Linked DNA regions of Mus musculus: region 1 is linked to region 2. The links are chromatin contacts, called in public HiChIP or PLAC-seq maps. All regions are on one chromosome and are shown on one strand. The core of a region is the stretch at or near the end of the contact, and the rest is flanking DNA. Distances in the headings are between cores, read along the strand shown.

What was found. HiChIP or PLAC-seq counts read pairs in DNA pulled down with a chosen protein or histone mark.
Region 1: a contact with region 2 is called in an HNF4G HiChIP or PLAC-seq map of pancreatic cancer cells. The contact joins the enhancer-like site here to the promoter of Cdpf1 in region 2. A contact is called at or near these places in 5 of 39 promoter capture datasets (the C10 cell line, cranial neural crest, hematopoietic stem and progenitor cells and 2 more), 1 of 484 Hi-C or Micro-C datasets (nephron progenitors), 2 of 115 datasets of contacts at active chromatin or transcription factors (double positive thymocytes and pancreatic cancer cells) and 3 of 9 other capture datasets (adipose tissue, liver and pancreatic islet).

Annotation. Positions count from the first base shown.
Region 1 is chr15:86,079,822-86,086,023 of GRCm38.p6, forward strand. All of the region lies in intron 1 of Gramd4 (GRAM domain containing 4), which reads left to right. It overlaps Gm15722 (a long non-coding RNA gene), which reads right to left. Exons shown (of 2, transcript XR_875535.3): 2 at 5,544-6,202. Among named protein-coding and RNA genes, the nearest start is that of Gm15722, 8.4 kb to the right of the region's middle. Within about 2 kb of position 3,935, at least 58 of the 459 cell types and tissues checked have an H3K27ac peak or open chromatin away from gene starts, as enhancers often do. A contact at or near this core is called in hematopoietic stem and progenitor cells and pancreatic cancer cells, where this site is marked.
Region 2 is chr15:85,809,644-85,815,813 of GRCm38.p6, forward strand. Cdpf1 (cysteine rich, DPF motif domain containing 1) reads right to left here and starts at 2,054. Exons shown (of 5, transcript NM_197998.2): 1 at 1,996-2,054; 2 at 1,259-1,405. It overlaps Pkdrej (polycystin (PKD) family receptor for egg jelly), which reads right to left. Exons shown (of 1, transcript NM_011105.2): 1 at 5,033-6,170. The coding sequence ends at 5,710.

The sequences.
Region 1 (6,202 bases), core at 2,685-5,184, 270 kb after region 2:
CTTAGTGTGTGTCACGCCTAGAGACAGAGATGAGGAGCCTGGAACCCAGCTGCTGTCCATGGGCTTCACTGAGGTGTGGCCTGGGAAGTGCCAAGCAGGTCGCTTATCCTCAGGGGAGCATGGCTGGCATCGTTGAAGGCTGGAGGGGCTAATTACCTGTGGCCAGTTCCTGCTACCTCTGCTGCCCCATGCAATTGGGCAGAGCCTCCCAGATGAACCCAGAGCTGCCTGCTGGTTTCCATCTCCACGACCTGTGCTCATTTCCTGAGTCTTGACCACCGCCTTGTCACCTCTCTGAGTCACAGGTCACTTGGCACCCCATACTGTGCTTGAAATGAGATGATTCTTAATAAGATTTCCCTGCCATTTCCTCTCTGTTTTTTTCTGTTGAGAGGACACTGGCCACACTGCCTTCCCTGCATATCCACCAGCTGACTTTTTTTTTTAACCTCAGTGGAGTTGTCGTCCTGGGCTGTCACTGTCTGTCCCTCAGGCTAGGGACACTCTTCTCCCTCCTGAGTCTAGCATTCACAGCTCCAGCAATATCACCCTCTACTTGTCTGGACCTCAGCCCCAAAATCAAGTGTACCTAAAACTCATGTCTACAATCCTGGCACTCTGGAGGCTGCTGCAGGAGAATGGCTGCTAGTTTGGAGCTAACCTGGGTACATAGTGAATTACAAGCCAGCCTTGGCTCCAGCATGAGATCTTGTCTCAAACAAGGATGATTAAAAAAAAAAAAAAAAAAAAAGCAGCATGCCTGGCACATAGTAGGTGCACCCAGAACACCTAGTAGGATCTTTAATGTCCCCAAGCAGTGGCACACTCACACACTTTATCTTTACTGACTGGCTGGAGCCTCCCTTGAAGTCCTCTCAGACTGTAGCACTCCCAGGAACACTTGTCTTCCTACCACTTTGCCTGTGGGCTACCCTGAAGACTGTGCCTTAAGACAGCTCTGATTGCAGCATGCGGCTTTCAGATTACCTGTGTTGTAGGCTTCAGTTGTACCCAGAGGGCTTTGCAACTTGCTTTAAAATTTTTCTCCTGTCCATGGGACTTGAGAGTTTTTTGGTTTGGTTTAGTTTAGTTTTTGTTATTATTGTTTTGAGACAGGGTTTCTTTGTGTAAACCCCGACTGTCCCGCAACTCACTCTGTAGCAGAGGCTGGCCTCGAACTCAGAGATTCACATCCCTCTGCCTCCTGAGCGCTAGGATTAAAGGCGTGAGCCACCGCCCACCTGGCTGAGACTGAGTTTTAAAGCAGTGGCTACAAGTGAGGGGTGCCCAGGGGTTGAGGGCTGCCAGGCTGGCAGGAACCATCTCCCTGGTGAGTACTGGTTTAGATATAAAATATTTGATAGCAGTGCTGTGCTGGCAATGCCGGTCGGAACATATTCAGGGCTTGCCCGATCAGCGTGAGAGTCTCAGGCATGGCCTCTGATATCAGCTGAGCCAAGCTAAGAAAACTGGAAGTGACTGGAAGGAAGGAACCTGGTTTGGTAGCTCATGGGCTCTTCAGCTGGGAAGCTGTTTAAAGCCAGAGTCAGGGTTAATTAGGGACTCCCACCTGGCTTGTCCCTCACCCTCACCCAGTGCTAGCTTTTGTGTTTGGTTGTATATGAAGAGACACGGACAAACGTCTATCCATCCCCGATAGTGCCCGGATAGTAAACCAGAGAAATGATTGCACACAGGTCTAGCGTAGCGTAGCGAACCAGTGAATCTACTGGGGGGGGGGGGTCCTTACAGAAGGCTCAAAGCCATCTACATCACTGAAAAGCCCACCTCAGCCATGGTGATGACTCAGAACAAAAGCTACCGCGCTGGGAGCTCCCTGCGCGGCACAGACAGCTCGGCCAGCTGGAAAAGTCTCCACTCCTCCGAAAGGGTTGCTTTTCTGGGCCTCGCGTGTGAAGCCTTTTGACTTTTGACCTCTGTGAGTAAGTTTGAGTAGCTTCAGGGACCTCCCTCCACCCTGTAGGAGGGAGTGCTTCAGATTCATCACATACCCGGGGAGTTCCATGCTGTGAAGCCACTGGGTCCAGTTTCCCTGTTAGTGGTGCCCTGGGGACATGGAAGAGCCTATGCAGGGGTCTGGGAATGAGACCTGGAGTCTCTGCGCGGTAGCACTTGATCCGGTGTCCTTATGGGCCTCCTTGGTTATAAGGTGCCCGACAGACATGCTTGCCGCCATGAGTAGAAGAGTCAGCTGATCTGTGAGAAGGCACTGGTCGATCCTAGGTAGACTTGCCTCTGATTGAACTCTTAAGTGACTGTCCTGTTTGGGGCTGATGTGGACCTTATGACATCTTCTGTACTGTGTGCTTGGCTGGGAGGACAAGGGACAGCCCTGGCCACTGCCGGGCACTGTGACTGTTCCACAGCTGGCTTTCCTCCCTATGCCTATAGCTGATGATGGTCTTGTAGGTTCTCTTGCCTCTCAGGTGGGATACGAGGGTGAGCGGCAGCGTGTGAGTTCTTACTGGATTCCTCTGTCTCCGTGTGGCCTGTGTTTGTGTGGTTCACACCTGGCCCTGCTCCTTTCTTAACGGGTGTAATGTGTTCCCTGGGCCTCCGAAAGCTGAGCCCTAGTGCTGGTCATGGGGCTGAGGTTCTTGCCGGCCTGTCCAACCATTTAATGGGTCAGTAACTCCCAGGACTCTTGTGGGAGTTCTTTCTCTTCACAGATGCATTGATCTAGGATGGAAGGTATGTATAGCTACCTGTTTCCGCTGGGTTTTGTAAATGCTTGTTGGCACACAACCATGCCTGTTGGCATTGTGTCAGGCAGTTGGACAGGGACTAGATGGCCCCCATCCCACGTGGCCAACGGGCTTCCCGTAGCACCATCTGCGGAGCCCTGTCCCCGCAGCAGGCTGCATGCTTTCAGATCAAGGATGGTGCCACATTGTGCTTTCTGGAATGTGGGCCGGGGCCATGGCAGGGAGACAGGTTGTATCCGGGAACTGCAGAGGGCTTCTCCTTGCCAATGTCCCATGGGTTCCATGCGTCCTGGCTGCTCTGAGGATGGCTGGAGCTGGGGAAAGGGTGCTTTGCCAGTGAGGAGTTCTTGCGTGGGTTTCTCGTTGCTGAGCAGTCACTTATGTAATAGAGGGTTTTGCTCAGTTACCTGCTGGAATACAGGGTTTTCCCTGCAAGCTTCGTTTTCTTAAATGAAGCTGTGTGTGGCTACTCTGTTAGATTCCCCACTCAGTCTCAAAGGCAGAGGGTCCTGCGGGCTAAATTACACTGTGAAGGACGGCTGGGCTCGGAGCTCTGGAGTATGTTGGAATCAATGTGTATTGCTGCTGTCTTACCTCTTACCCTGCCTGCCTTCCCAGGCCTCATTTTCCCCCAACTATCAGTCAGATCAGCAGTAGCAACCCTCAGTGGTGACCGGAACTAAGGGAGACCTGGTATGTGTTGCGGGTAGGATGGGGATGGGTGGTTGCAGAGCTTGTTCCATTTCTCATCGATTAAGAAAGGGGCCAACAAATGAGGTGGTGGCCTGCTGGCTTGAGGATAGAAGTCCTGGAGTGACTCTGCTTGTCAACAACATTCCAACCGTGACTGCTTTGCTGACATTGCCAGTGAGGGTTGTGGTCACCGCAGGTCCGAGGAAGGAGGTTCTCTCTGTTTCAGGAACTGTAGGGGCCTGGGGGAGGTGCTGGGATCTCTAAGTGTGCTGTAGTCATGGTGCATCTGTCTGGGGTTCTGTGGAGTGAGCCTGGACAGAGGCCAGGTCACCTGGAGATGGCCTTCATGTGGGCAGGGATTGAATATATTCGAGGCAGCCAGGACTGGTTGGCTCTAGGAACTCACTTCAGCCTTAAACCTGAAGAGCTACTGAGGGACCCGGTGACAGAGTGCAGAGGGTTTCCTGCAGGAGGGGACAAAGACCTTGGTGGCTTGTGGCTGGCTGGAGAAGCTTTGCTTCCTTAAAATGGCCCCCTGCTCCCTGCCCTCAAACACAGTTATACTTTGAGTGTCAGAATCCCTCTGTCCTGATGCCTGGTCTGTGTCTCCTCCCCTCCCCCCTACCAAGGCTGCTCGGAAGCTCCTGGAGACACTTAGTATAGTCTCAGAACCACCTCTTCTCTCTTCCATCCCCTGCTAGATGGGAGGGCCACCGTAGTGCCCAGTGGCTTTGTGACGGAGATTTACGGGGGGAGCTAAAGATACTTGTGTCTCCTCCTGGAAAGTAGATCTTTGTCTTTGCTACTTACTGTCCCTACTGGTGCTGGGGTCCTTCTGGTGCTGGGTCAGGTCACCCTCTACAGCCATGTAAGTTAGGGACTCACTATATCTTCTAGCAGAAGAACCGAGGGCATGGGGAAGTCGTGTGACTGAAATCACACAGCCAAGGTTGCGGGCTTCAGGCTGTCCCTGCCACCTCACCACATGGCTGGGGCCAATCCAGTAGAAGGTGATCAAACCTAGCTTCTGTTTGCCCACTGCTAGGGGATTTGCAGACGTGGCCCTGTCCCTACATTGGTACTGGAGGCACAGGATGGTAAGATTCATCCCTGATCCTCAAGAAGCAGCATAAGCATAATTCTGTCTTAGCCACTTTTTATTTTCTGTGACAAACGCCATGATCAAAGGAACTCATGAAAGAAAACATTGTATTTGGAGCTCCTGGTTTTAGAGGGTTGGTTCATGAGCATCATGGTGGGGGAACATGGCAGCTGGCAGGCAGGATGGCCTTGAAGCAGGAGCTGAGAGCGTACGTCTTGATCCTAGGTAGTGAGAGCTAACTGTGAATAGTGTGCTTGTGTGTGTGTGTGTTGTTTTGTTTTAGGTGTTTTGTTTTTTTTGAGACAGGGTCTCACTATGTAGCTCTGTCTGTCCTGGAACTCAGTATGTAAACCAGGCTGGCTTCGAACTCACAGAGATCCCAAGTGCTGGGATAAAAGGCATGCACCACCACCTCTACATGTTACGGGCTTTTGAAATCTCAACCCCTGCCCACAGTGACGCATCTCCTACAACACAGCCAGCTTAACATTCAGGGCCCCCAGTTGCCCAGGTTACAGGACCATGGTGTGGACCTAGGGTGCAGGAGGTGGCTCCCAGGTGCCCCTAGAGCTTTGGCAGACCTGGACACTCTCAGGTCTGAGCCAACATCCCAGACCTGGTACTGCAGAGACAGTGGCCAGAGGGGAGCGTACAGACAGGATTTTTGGTAATACCTTAGGCCCTGGGGATGCTTATTGGTCTAGGGAGATGGGTTGGTTGGTAGCTTTGTATGTGTGTGTGTGTGTGTGTGTGTGTGTGTGTGTGTGTGTGTGTGTTAGGGTGCTTGTGTCTGCCACTGCAGGGGCAGTCAGCAAGCTGGAGGTAGGGTTGGGATATGGATTAGAACCTGCGTCTCCTGCTCTTTACCCCATTCATCATGCAAAGCCTCGGAATCCACTGACGCTCCAACCCCTCCCTTCCAGCTGCTGCACGGCTTTTCTTGAAGAGACATAGACGAATAGCTGCTCACACCAGATAGGCCACCAACAACACATCAGAATAACAATTCCACCAAAGTCCAATCTGGTGAACCGATGCGTTTATTGGTCTTACTTGGAGAGTGTGGGGGAGGGGCGCTGCCTGCAAGGGTATGTGGGTGACCTCCAAGGGAACATGTCACCAAAAAGTACCCGTGAGCCAGAAGCTTGAATACAAGCAGAGGCATTTTGTGCTTGGTCTTATCATTGCTTTAATTTTCTGTGTATGAGTGTTTTTACCTGTATAGATATCCATTCACCCTGTCCCTGCAGTGCCTCTAGAAGCCAGAAGAGGGCGTTCGATCCTCCCAGGACTGCAGTTACAGTGTGGGTGTTAGGAATTGAACCCAGCATAGATGGATGGCTGTTTCTCCATGGCTGCATAAAAGGAGTTTTCCTCTCAGTTAAGCATCCTTACTTTGTATACGCGGCCACAGACTACAGGATCACGTGCTGCTTGGGCAGAATCACTTACAGCTAGAGATGTGTGCAGAGAGGGTCACTCAAGTGACCCTCTCCACCTTCTTCTGAGAGGGAAGGTGAGCGAAGGGTCTCTTGCAAGTCCTCCCAGCCACTCTGCTGAAGATGATAATGAAGGCTCCACCCAGGGGATAGAGTTTCACAACATCTTCTGATGTGGCCGCCTGACCATGGGAAGGCTAACCCCCTTCATGTCCTTGAGGCTTAGGGGCCACCTTCCCAAG
Region 2 (6,170 bases), core at 804-3,303:
CGTTCTACAATGTAGGTCCTGGGGATTAATCTTGGGTCATCAGCTTTAAAATGTCTTTAACCCCTGAGCCATCCTGCTAGCCATACTTTTTAATTATATAAATATATATGATTTATTTATATTATTGTTTAATATATAATTATAATAAATATATTATTGTATTAATAATATTTATTATTATAAATAAGTACATTATAGCTGTCTTCAGACACACCAGAAGAGGGCATCAGATCTCATTATGGATGGCTGTGAACCACCATGTGGTTGCTGGGATTTGAACTCAGGACCTTCAGAAGAGCAGTCAGTGCTCTTACCTGCTGAGCCGTCTCTCCAGCCCTTTAATTATATTTTTATTGACTGATTTTGCATAGGTATGCAATGTGCCACACTACCAACGTGGAGTCAGTTCTCACCTTTCACCGTGTGGGATCTGAGATCAAATTCAGGTCAGGCTTGGCAGCAGTCACCTCTACCTGTCAGACCATCTCACCAGCCCCATTTTGGATAATTTCTATAGACTACCTTCAAGTTCAGTGGCTTCAGTCACATCAGCTGGCAGGCCCCTTGAAGGCATTCTTCCTGTTTTTCCCACTACTATTTATCTGCTGAAATCACCATCCATATATGCATGGTATATACATCTTCTCCACTAGCACATTCAACATCTTAACTGTGCTTGCTTTAAACGCCCCCCATCTGATAGGTCTATCTAACATCTCCACTGTGTGTGGCTCTGTGCCTATTTTGGTCCTTGGCAGCAAAGCTGTTTCTTTGCTCTTCCTTGTGGTCTCAATCTGAGTTATAAACTGGGGTTTGTTGGTAAGGTGGTAAAGGTAAAGGCAGCATTGTGGACACGTATGCTTGGCTTGTGCTGCTTGGTGCTGAATCAACCCAGTAAGTGAAGTGGGTTTGCCTTTCCTGTTCTTCTGCTACACTGGCTACGCATTTACTTGTGCTTAGGTGTACTGGCCTCTCTGATACTATTTAAGGACAGATTCACGTGCCTCCTGCCGCCTCCCTTCACTGGACGCAAGAATCTGCTCTTGCCATAGAGCATACTTTCCTGCCCTACCAAAGTTAGTCTGAAACTTTGGTCCCCTTGAAAGATCCAGGCAGATGAATTTATACAGCAATCACAGCCTTTCCCAGGTCAGTTTACAGGAAAGTTATAAAGACTTCAGTTCTGTCCTTCGTCTTACCCATCAGCACCCAGGGCATGCTGGAAAAAAGCCCACGGTGGGTGTTTCTATTGGCTCACCAGGAGGTTGGGGTGGGGAGGTGTATCCTAGTCCACTTGATAAGGCTGCATTCTTAACTGTTTGATGGCACTTCTATATTCAAGGCCTTGGAGGCCCCGCCTCTCCGTAAATTGCTGGGTCAGTGGTCTGATGGCAACAGCAGCTGTCTGATGAGTTCGAGAAAACGCGATTCTTGGATTTGTATCGAGCTGTATCGGAATTCCTACTAGCCTTTCAAAGTTCCCATCCCCAGCTCCAGCCCCAGCTGCGCGCCCGCCTCTAACCCTTTGCGTCCTACAGAACCGAGCTTTGGAGCCAGAAAGGAGCATATGTGCGCCTTGGAAACTGACAGATGTCCCGACTGACGTCTAAAACGGAAATTCTATTTTGGGTGTGCGCGAACCTAGCTAGTGGTATCTTAATTCGCACGTCACAGGCCCTCGCCGAGGCTGCTGGGCGCGCTGCCCTTGCAGCAGGTGACAGTCAGGAGACAGTCCCAGGATAGTGGGACTCCGCCAGAGCCTCCTCCTCCCGCTCTGAGTCTCCCCAGGTCAACAGGGCTCCGCCTGGCGACCATATACACCACGGTCCGAGCCACCCGCGCACAGCCCTCCCCGTGCTGGGTGTCTAACGCCTCCCCCACCCCCACCCCTCGGCTTCCAGAGGCACCGAGGACAGATCCAGCGAGCCGGAACACAGAGGGGACATTTCCAGCTAGCCACGCGCGTTCCTGCAGCACACTGCCCCGCAAACTCACCACCTCCCCTCCGGGACCCCCAGAGCGCCTGCGTGGCCCGCCCACAGTACTAGTTCCGCCTCACTGCGCCTGCGCGGCTCCGCCCTAGCTCCTCTGAGGCTCCGCCCTCGATCCATGGCATTTGTGCAGCCCAATCTCATCACCCGCTGAAGCTCCGCCACACTACCGGTTTCCCCCGGTTTGCCTCATGGCGCCTAAGCAACTCCACTCTGTCCCAGCCTCCTTAAGCAAGAAAAGCCAAAAGAGCGTCCTTGCCGGGGTAGAGCTTTACTGTCGCTTCCGTTTCCGCTGCTAGCTTATAGTGATTGTGGGTCGCGGCTGGAGAGCTCTCTGGGCTTCAGAAAAAAAAAACATATTCTACCTAAATCTTGCCTGGTGCACCAATGAATGTACTGGGGTTATTTTCTGGGAGAAGGGACTCAGGCAACTGCAACGTTGAAAAGTCTACCCAGTGGGAGTGATGGCCTACGAGCTGTCTCTGGGACTTTGCACGATTTGGAAGTAGTTCCACCTATCTCCTGCAGCAGTTGCTCACGGTTTTGGGAAAGGGGCTTTATGGATATTCTTAACTTAGTTAAGTTTAGTGAGCTTTCTGATTCTTGTACGTCCTGATCTGCCTCCAGGAGGGAATGTTTCCATCTACAAGAAAAGCCTATATAACACTTAACTTCTTCTTGTGACTCTTATTTACCCCTCCTGGCTAATGTTCCCTGAACCTTGGAAGGAGTTACATAGAAATCTAATTCTTTTCTTACATTCTGGCTGGGCATTGGACCACTATGCCATGGGGGTAGGCATTGGTTCACAGTTATTTAACTGGTTTTGAGTCTCCTCAGTAACTACCACAGTTTGTCAAGATGAAATTTCCTCCACACCTGAGGCAGATAGCAGCAGTAATCTATGGGTAAGAAATACAAGTATTTAGAAGGAATGTCTGTTCATTTAACAAAACAATTACAGTACTGTCCCCACTGGAGCCTATGACCACCAGCCACAAGTTTTTGCACAGGTTTATAAGGCCAAACATAGGTTCCCTCCTGTGAAGCCTCAAATCCAACCAGAAAGTGTTGTCAACATCAGTACTGGCTTACCACTATTGCACCAGGAGACATACTTTGCCTGGCACAGTGACATAATAGAATCCATAACTAAGTAGGATCCTTGGCAATAATTCTCCCTCAGCAGCCTGGACTCCCTCAGCAGTTTTAGCCTGACTTCTCCATATCCTGCAATATATAAGTATTTTCATTTAATTTTGGCATGCAGACAACAATAGTGGAAATTGCCTTTCTAGTTTCTGGGACTTAAAGGGTTTTCTTAGCTAGCAACTCATAGGGACATAGCCTGCCTTTAACGGTGTGGGCTTTCTTTTCTTTTCTTCTTTCTTTCTTTCTTTCTTTCTTTCTTTCTTTCTCTCTCTCTTTCTCTCTTTCTTCCTTCCTTTCTCTCTTCCTTTCTTTTAGATTTGTTTGTTTGTTATATGAGTACACTGTCACTTGCTTCACACACATCAGAAGAGGGCATCAGATCCCATTATAGATGATTGTGAGCCACCATGTAGTTGCTGGGAATTCAGCTCAGGAACCCTGGTGCTCTTTAATGTCTGAGCCATCTCTCCAGCCCCCCTGGGGGGAATTTCCTTTCAACAGTCTTACAGCTTCTGGGAATGTTTTTCCACCCACTCAAGATCCACTCCTTACTCCTTAAGATGTTGTCTTAGAGTTCTTCCAGATGCATCTATCTCCAAATCTCCCAGACAGTGGCAAGCACTGTATCAAATAGGGAATAAAACCCTCTTACAGAAGAGGGGCAGAATCTCCGTGTGCCCACTACTGTCTGATCCAAGCAAGTGCCAGATGAGCTTGCGATTTGAGCAGCAAGAGGGATTCTATAACGAAGCCATTAGCAGAGTTCAGCACAACACAAAACAGCTGGACTACTGAGTGCTCAGCTCTCAGTGGGACATCCTTATCATCCCCACCCCCAGTGGGGCTCAAGGAACCTCTCAGCAGAACGGGTGGGGCGTTTATACAGTGCCGTGTTCTGGGAGTGTCATGGCCGTTGGCCTCATGAGTTCACTGCAGCTGTGGTTACTTATACAAACGTACATAAGACCAAGCCGGGTAACATTACAGCATGGATGGGGAGGGACCATTGGAGGAGTTATTGGGGATTGATGGCTATTCGGGAAGGAGGAATCATTTCTTTGGGGGTATGGCCACTGGTAAGTTGGTCATGGGTCCTAAACCCATATACTTCTAGGACAGACTCTGGACGAAGAAGGAGAGGGTGTTGCCAGCATGAACGTGGGAAGAGGAAGTGTTGGGGAAATGCAGGAGGAGTGGGTAGATTCCAGATATATTTTATACTTGTATGCAGTTGTCCAAGAACAAAGTTTAAAATAAAGCTGAGTATGGTGATGCAAGCCTTTAATCCCAGCCATCGGGGGAAGCAGAGGCAGACAAGTCTCCGTGAGTTCAAGACTACCCTGGTCTACATAGCGAGCTCCAAACCAACCAGAGCTACATAGTGAGGTCCTGTTTCAAAAAAAAGAAAGAAAGAAAGGAAGAAAGAGAGAGAGAGAGAGAGAGAGAGAGAGAGAGAGAAAGGAAGGAAGGAAGGAAGGAAGGAAGGAAAGAAAGAAAGAAAGAAAGAAAGAAAGAAAGAAAGAAAGAAAGAAAGAAAGAAAGAAAGAAAGAAAAGTATATAATGTTATTCAGGTGAGTCTTAAAAGCCTATCCAAGAGCCAGGTGGTGGTGGTACATGTCTTTGGTTCTCAGCATTCAGTAGGCAGAGATAGGCAGATCTCTATGAGTTAGAGGCCAGCCTGGTCTACAGAGCAAGTCTGGTCCCACGACATCCAGGAATACACAAAGAGAAATCCTGTCTCAAAACAAACAAATAAAAATAAATCTCTTGTTTGTTTTTTTTTTTAAAAAAAAAAAAAGGTTATTGGAGGAGGCTGATAACCTTCCATGTTGAAGGCAGCCACAAATATGTCTTTGATCCCTGACACAGAAATCACTGCACAGGCCATAGAAGAAATCTCAAATTTAATTCATATAAAACTTAAAAGTGGCGTCAACATCAAGGCACGTGCTTCTGAGTAACAAGGTAACAACTGTCAGCCCTTGTTCTTCTACGCCCTGAGGGAGTTAAAGTGGGACAGGACGCTTCAGGTCCTTGTCCCCTGCTCTCTCGTCTCTGCATTCTCAAACTCTTAAAGCAAGCTCTGGAACTCCCCCACAGGATCCCCTCTAGCCCTGGCCTGCAGGAGGACTTGAAGAGACGCTTCCCAGGCATGGTCTGCAGAGGAGACTTCCAGGGAGGCTGACCAGTCTGTTTCTGTTTAGAGGCTGCTGGGCTGTGGCTTAATCCATGATGGGACCTGGCCAGCTCTTTCCCTTGAAGCTGGGTCTCAAAGTGAGCGGCTGCCACTCTTCCCCACTGCTGCAAGCTCCCACAAAAGGAGCTCTGCCTCTGGACCAGGAGTCGCAGAATCCCATCCAGAGAGAGTCCCACCTTGCCATCCACTTCTCTCCCCTGATTTGCCTCTCTGTTCATGTTCTTGTTCCCAAGAGCAGGGCCCAGCGTGGGGATACTTCAGATGTGGAGGTGAGCTTGACTGAGCCATCAGGCACTCTTTAGTCCCCTTGAGAAACATAAGTCATGTTTGGGACACTCTTTGCTTGTGGCCCTCCTGACCGTCATTAATCAGACAACAAGGTAAATCATTTTCTTCCCGTTGATATTTCTGGCCTTCAGTCCCAGGAACCGGCGAGTATTCTTCTCCGGCTGCCCATAGAGCATGTCGACGAAGAAGTTGGATTGGTCTTTGTCTCTAGATCGGGTGGTGAGAAAGTCAAACCCAGATTTTAGCCTGTTGCACAGATAGGTTACAGCCTCGGCCTCATCAGACGGCTCCTCGTACACAGGCTGCTTCATCTCATCATAGGCAGACAGAATCACTGCCTGAAACAAGTTGATGAAGATACAGATCATCACCAACATGAAAGACGACAGAAACAGGACCCCGAGAACCTTGTTGCCGGAAAATTCTGTGTTCTGAAAGGCTGACACGCAGTAGGAGAAGATGGTTTGGGTGGCGTGAATCATATTGCTGTAATTCCATTCATGCTGACCGAACACCAAGTACCCAAAAGCTACGTACATGA